Regions from separate parts of the Sus scrofa genome. Here region 2 is linked to region 1. The links are chromatin contacts, called in public HiChIP or PLAC-seq maps. All regions are on one chromosome and are shown on one strand. The core of a region is the stretch at or near the end of the contact, and the rest is flanking DNA. Distances in the headings are between cores, read along the strand shown.

Region 1 (3,308 bases), core at 568-3,067:
AGTGGGTACACCCCACACTTCTCAAAGATTATCTCACCTGTAGAGTTTTCTGAAGCAGGGAGGGGCACCCACCTGTCGATGGGGTGGATGATGATGGGGATGGCCAGTAGCCCCAGTGCAGTAGTGGTCCACTTGCGGACAGCCAGAGGCCAGCGGGTGGCAGTGCCCAGGATGTAGAGAGAGGCAGCACACACACGGTTGATAGTGAAGCCTGGGATGCCACAGAGGCCAGAGCCTGCCACACAAAGGTGTCTACCACGGCCACGGTCACCCTGGTGCTGCGGCCTGCCTCAGGGCTTGGCACCTGGTAGGTACAAGAGACACATAACCCAGCAGAGGCAGAAGCAGGAAACTCTGTAGACAGGAGCATGGGAGGGACCAGGGAGAGGGAAGTGAAGGTGGGTGGGGACAGAGCCGCACTAGTGTTGGGTTCTGGGCTGAAGGTTGACTCATGCACAAACAGGACTTCAGTATAGATCATGTCACCTGCACGGTTGGGGGTGGGGTGCCTATCCTGCAAGCAGGACTGTGGTGTGGAATGCACCAGGCCAGGCTGTGGGGACTCGACTGTGCCACAAGGGACTTAACCATATGCAAGGCTGTAGACTGACCACAAGGGGAGTGGACTGGGGTGGGGGTTGAGGGGCAGGTTAACACTTACATCTCTTGCCTTCTTGCCTTTGTCAATGGCATCAGCCAGCACATAGGAGCTGGACACACCATAGCTCAGCCACACAACAGCTGTTGGCACCAAGGAGCGGAAGGCCTCCCCTACCTCATTGGCATAGCCTGGTGGTGGAGGAATATTTAATTCCTGAGCGGTTGGGTTGTTCCACAAGAGGGCACTAGAGGGAGATGGTTCTTATCTCAGCCTGCTAAGCAGTAGCTGGATGACCTTAGACAAAGTGACTTTACTCCTGTGAGTGTTTCCCCACCTGTAAAATGACACCCATGATGCTCACCTGGACTCTTTCCTTATGGGAGAGCTGAGTACTGTCTCCATTCTCACAGCCTACTTGCCTTAATAGTCTGGGTTCTAGAAGCATGTGAGCTGGCTGGGGGGACAGGCAGTGAGAGAGACTAAAGGCAGCCCCTCTGACGGGGAACTCGCTAAGTGCCAGGCCTTTCTGTACCTTATCTCATTGTACCCTCACAACTACCACCCAATGAGAGAGACCTTGTGCTCATCCCTTTTTGCTGAGGAAGAAACAAGCTTAGTCAGAGCGACTGATCCAAGATGAGAGTTCAAGTGCCCTGACTACAGCCAGTGTCCAGTCATTCCACAGGGGGCAGCCCACTCATCCCCATCCACCTACTTGGGCTGCAGCTTCCACCTGGGAGACAGACCAGCAGAGACCGTGAGGGCCGGGCTGGACAGGCCAAGCTGTGTGATCTTGAGCCAGTCCAGAACCCTCTCTGAGCCCAGTCTCTGCCCCGGCTGAATGAGAACTACAGCCCTCCCACGTTCGCCATGTCCCTGACCGGCGTCTGGGAACCCCTGCTTCCCAGCCACGTGGTGTGGGGGTCGCCGTGCCCCTTGCCCCGTGCTCACCCAAGTACCGCACCCACGTGTCCCGGAAAAGGTCGCGCTCGGCCCCCCGCGGGGGCGGCTCAGACATGACGCTTCCGCCTCGGCTTCCACTAGCGCTCCTGTCTGCGGCTGCGGGACCGGCTTAAGGTCCCAGACTGAAGGACAGGTCGTGCGGTCCCCACCAGCAGGGAGCGTCTGCAAATTCCCTCGCGCACTGGCGCCCCCCTCCCAAGCTTGGGTTTTACAGATTAATTTTCATCACGTTTTCTCTGGGGTTGAACGGTTGCGCGATCCTCTCTCAGCACTGACTGTAGTGTTGGAGCCAAAGAGACGCAGGTTCAAATACCGGATGCTACGCTTCATAGCTGTGTGACCTCGAGCAAGAGTCTGTACTTCTCTGCACGTCACTTTATTTGTTAGATAGGAAACAGGATGGGTTTACTCCTGGGGCAGTTTCGAGGATGAATTACACTCATCATTTATCGAGTTTAGTGCCAGCCAGACTGTTGGCTAAAGACTCCAGATGGCTTACTTCTTTAAACCCTCCCCTCAGCCAGGCATAAACCCCACCCTCCTTTTACAGATGAGGAATAGAGATAGAAATAATTGGTCACTTTCCCGGGTCCTACGACTGCTGAGTAGTGAAGCCGACATTTGATTCCAGGCTGTGAGGCTCTAGTTCCCATGCTCTTAAGGTAAGCTCAGTAAATGAGACTGAGGGAGTGTATGTTGAGAACCCGAGTGAAACTCTGAATCCTTTGGGGTATCAGCAAACAAAGACACAGCTTTTAAAGACAGGCAGTCCTGGGTTCAAATTCCAGTTGTGCCGCCTATTAACTGTCAGCCACGTCTGTAAAAAAATGAGTAGCTAATACATACTGAGCGTACACTAAGCGCTCTGGCTGTAGTTTCCTTGAGTCTTTGCAATAACCCAAAACAGTAAGCACAGGGCTGATGCAGTGTATCCAGGAGGCGCTCATCATCAAATAAATATCCTAGACTCCCTATTGTGGGCCCTGTTTTCAGGCGTCTCTATTTTGGTGGGATCTTATAAGGCAGCCAGTTCATTGGTGATCTGGCAGGAAGCTTGTTTCGGAGCCCAAGCTGATCCCTAGCCCCGGAAATACTGGCAGTGCACGCGCGGAATTGGGAGACGGTCCCTAACACCACGTGACCGTTGCTTCTCAGCCAACCTCCCACTCCGGGCCTGCCGCAAGCGCTGCAAGGACTCGCCAAACCCGCACTTGTTAGCTTGCCCTGAGAAGCCCGAGTGGGGCGGAGCCTCCGCTCTGACGGTAAAGGAAGTCAGGAGTACACTTAGTGCCCTCAGCAAAAATGGCGGAAGATGCGGCCTGGGCCAATCAGGAGGCAAGCTGGCCATCCCGGCGCCGTGAGAAAGCGCTTAAGCAGCGGGCTGTTTTTGCACATGCGCCCCGCTTAGTAGCGGGTAAACGCTGGGCTCCTAAAGTGGAGGTTTGACTGAGGGACCGCGAAGAGCGAGGCGGAGGTCACTGACTGCTACTCCCCGTGCACTGAACATTGCTTTATTCATTGGGTTAATTTTCCTAACAGAGCGTTGTAAACCAAGGTCAGGATGTCCTGAAGAGTCTGACTGGGGCTCCCGCGCGGCCTCGGGCCATCCTGTCAGCGCCAGCCTTGCCCCTTCCTCCTCCATCTGCTTCGCCAGACCTCTCCCCAGGCTGGGCCAGGGTCTGGGTTTCTGAAGGGAGGGAATGCCCACGAGGGCCCAGGCGGGACCGCCTTCTCGGGTTCTGTG
Region 2 (3,308 bases), core at 340-2,839, 410 kb before region 1:
CAACTTCCCATCCTGGATATCTTATGTTTGTCAAAGAATTTCAAGCTTTGAGTTCCAGTTGGTTTTTTTCCTCCTTTCTCCTGAGGAAAGCATTTTATCACCAGTCTTAAGATTCTTTTGAGGTACATCCAGATTTAATTACAAAAGAGCTAAAAGACCAACACAGTTTTCTCCAAAACAGTCATTTCTCTGGAATTGAGATCATTTGTCTCTGCCCTCTAGGTAAAGGGAATAGTCAATTGATTTCCAGACATTTGTATGAAATAGCAGAACCGGCTAACACCTAACAGACAAAATACACTTAAAAGTGTTTGCGTTTGCTTGCTTAGAGCTGTACCAATGGTAAGCACCACTCCACAAAATGAAAATGTTTGAAAGCCAACTGTTCAAACATTTCTATAGTGTTTGCTGGATAACTGCCTGATATTTGATAAAAGCAGCTGACAATTAACAAAGAAGCAAAAACTGGCATTTTGGCCATCTTAGTAACACACTTGCAAGCAAATAGAATACAAAGCAGACCAGAAAAAATTTAAGGTTGAAACACTTTCAATCTGATTTTGAGGTTCAGCAGAAAATTCTAACAAAACTTCTCAGAAAACGTTAACCTTCAATTAATAAAGACTCAACCCCCCAAACATTTTCAAGAATTCCATGCCTGGTTCAGTCTGTTCTAGTGAGCCAGCTTGCTAAAAATCCACCTGCACCATTAATTAGTTGGACTTGGCAGCACCATTTAAAAATAAGCCTGCTCACTACCAACCACACAGACTAGGAATATAAAATAGGGGAAAGTAACGGATGGCAACCATGGTCATAGAAAATGGTCAATGAAGAGTCAGAAAGGTAGTCAGGCACCAGAAAAAAAAAAGTTGTTGGGCCAAAGATTAAATAAGCTTCTTGATACTAGAGAACATATCCATGCCCAGTTTTAGCTGCTTTATGCTGGGTGCCACTGTACCTTTAAGCATCAGTCACCCTTTAGGCAACCCATGGTGAAAGAACTCAAAATAGAAGCCAAGAAGTGGAGTGTTGTTACCACGAATATCCACTATGCACAGAACAGCTCACATATCTCAGGGATTCAAACAGGGGCTTCGAATTGGTTGTGAAGGGTCCCAAATGACATCTGGCCTCAGTTTCCTCCTTGTGACAAAGGAAATGTGGTTCTTAATTCTTCTGGGTCACAGCCCCCAATGAAAACTTGCTGGCGATGGCTTCTCATTCTCTAAAATGCACATTCCCCCTAATTTCTGCATACAATTTCAAGGAGTTTGGGGATCTCCACCTCCAATCCAAGGTTTCCAGGTTCAAAATCCAAGGATTGGGCAATTTCTAAGTTTTCTTACAACTCCAAAAAAAAAAAACCAAAAAACAAAAAACCAAGCCATTACGAACAATAATCATCCCTTACATACAGCGACGCTTTACAGTTTACAAAGCGCTTTCAATCCCACAAACATTGATGGAGAAGGAGGAAACTGAGGCGCAGATAAATTACAGAGTGACTTGCCTAAGGTCACTCGGCCAGCTGGTGGTTAGGCCCGGAAGCAAACCCAGCTCTTCCGACTCCGGAGCTTGTCTCTCCACCCCGGAGCGGCCTCCAGCGCTCCCGCCCCTCACTAAGGCGGCATAAGGAGGAAAAGACAAAGTAGAAAGCCCACCACCAACCATCCCCCGGCTCCCTCCTGTCCCCCCAATTGGGTCCTTGCAGGCCCCGAAGGGTGGTGCCAGGCCTCCAGGCCGGCCCCGGCCACCCCAGCTTCCCCGGCCGTGCCAAATCCCGCCGCCGCCGCCGCCGCCGCCGCCGCCTCCCCAGGAGCGGGGCGGAGCAACTGCCCGCCGCCGCCGACCACCCGGACGACTCCTCGTCGGATAGCAAACGCATAGGCCGCCGCCCGAGTTCTGCGTACGAGAAGAAAGACGCGGCGCGAACGCCAACGGCCACCGGGCGCGCGCCGTGGCGGCCGGGCCTGCGCCCCAAGAGCTGGATGCCAGAGCAGGAGAAAGAGCCGCCAACCGATCGCTCGATCGACCGCGCGCCCGCTCCTTCGCCCTACCAGACCGGGGAGGGGGGGAGGGCGCGCCAGGGCTTCTTCGAGTTAGGGGCCTGACTCCCCGGCGACGAGACAAGATGGCTCCTCCGGTCCGCGCCGCAGCTGCCGTCCCGGCTGCGTCGCTCGGCCCGCCCCCGGTACTGTTTCTTTAAATGGCGGAGAGGGTCAAGAAAGCAGGAAGAGAGGCGCGCTCACTCACGTGACAGGGGAGGGCCCAGCTAACAAGATCCGGTCACGTGGAGACACGCTACCTACCAATCAGAAGGCGTCGCATCAGAGCGGGGGCGGGAGGATCTGCGGCTCTGTGATTGGCCGAATACGCCGCGGAGGCCTCGGGGGCTTGGGGCGTCGGGGAGTGCGCGAGGCGGCCCGGGCTGTGTGCACTAGCGGAGACAAAGCGCTGGCTGAGGTGGCAGAGACGCCAGCGATAGCAGCGGCGGAGGAGACCTAGACGCCGAATTTTGTGGTGTTGAGTCCGGTCACCATATCATCCAGCGCAGTGCGGGCTGTGGTCTCGCGGCGGCGGTGGCGGCAGCGGCGGAGGCGGAGGCAGCACATGGTTCCAAGAGCGCGCTGCGGTTGTTGGGTTCCAATTCCGTGGGGAGGGACAAAGGCAGCTGCAGCTGTGAGCGCAGGGCAACGCCCGCTCGGGTAGTGTACTCGTCACTGCCCTCAATCCGGGCCTTGAAAGCTGGGACTATCTTCTCTATGTGAGGAGGAGAACACGGGACCGAGCGCCTGAGAGGCTGAGGCCGCTGTCTGAGGGAAGTGGGGGAGGGGCGCAACTCGCCTGAGTTGATTTGGGCGGGTCAGGTCTGAGGCGACTTAATGGGTCTGTGTGAGGTAATTTGACCCACTACCCTGAGGAAAGTGGGACGGACCTCAGGCTAGGTTTGGTCCAGGCTTTGAAAAACAGAAATCGGTCTTCAGCGCTTTGGAAATCTTTCATTTGGGAGGTGGTGAAGCCGGAACTAACGCCATATGCACTCCATCAACAACATGGTCGCCAGTCTGGGGCTTCTTTAAGGATCCTGGGATCATTGATGGCGAAGACATGGGTGGTTGTCCAATTTTATGACATAAGTTGCTGAATTTACGGATTGGTGAATTTCTGGACTGGTAAATTTCCTCACAGGAAATTTAGAGGAACTGAAAAAAACGCTCGAAGAACGTGAAGATGGAGCAGTAATTGCCAACTCCAGTATCATCTACTCCAGACCAACAACATTTCAATTCAAATCTGAACTATCA

The links. HiChIP or PLAC-seq counts read pairs in DNA pulled down with a chosen protein or histone mark.
Region 2: a contact with region 1 is called in an H3K27ac HiChIP or PLAC-seq map of alveolar macrophages. The contact joins the promoter of MORC2 here to the promoter of MTFP1 in region 1. A contact is called at or near these places in 1 of 47 Hi-C or Micro-C datasets (heart right ventricle) and 1 of 2 datasets of contacts at active chromatin or transcription factors (alveolar macrophages).

Annotation. Positions count from the first base shown.
Region 1 is chr14:47,391,087-47,394,394 of Sscrofa11.1, reverse strand. It overlaps MTFP1 (mitochondrial fission process protein 1), which reads right to left and starts at 1,817. Exons shown (of 5, transcript XM_001929262.7): 1 at 1,553-1,817; 2 at 662-789; 3 at 223-304; 4 at 73-220. The coding sequence starts at 1,619. It also overlaps a transcript of SEC14L2 not described here.
Region 2 is chr14:47,798,713-47,802,020 of Sscrofa11.1, reverse strand. It overlaps MORC2 (MORC family CW-type zinc finger protein 2), which reads left to right and starts at 1,589. Exons shown (of 26, transcript XM_005670853.3): 1 at 1,589-3,308. It also overlaps LOC100525309.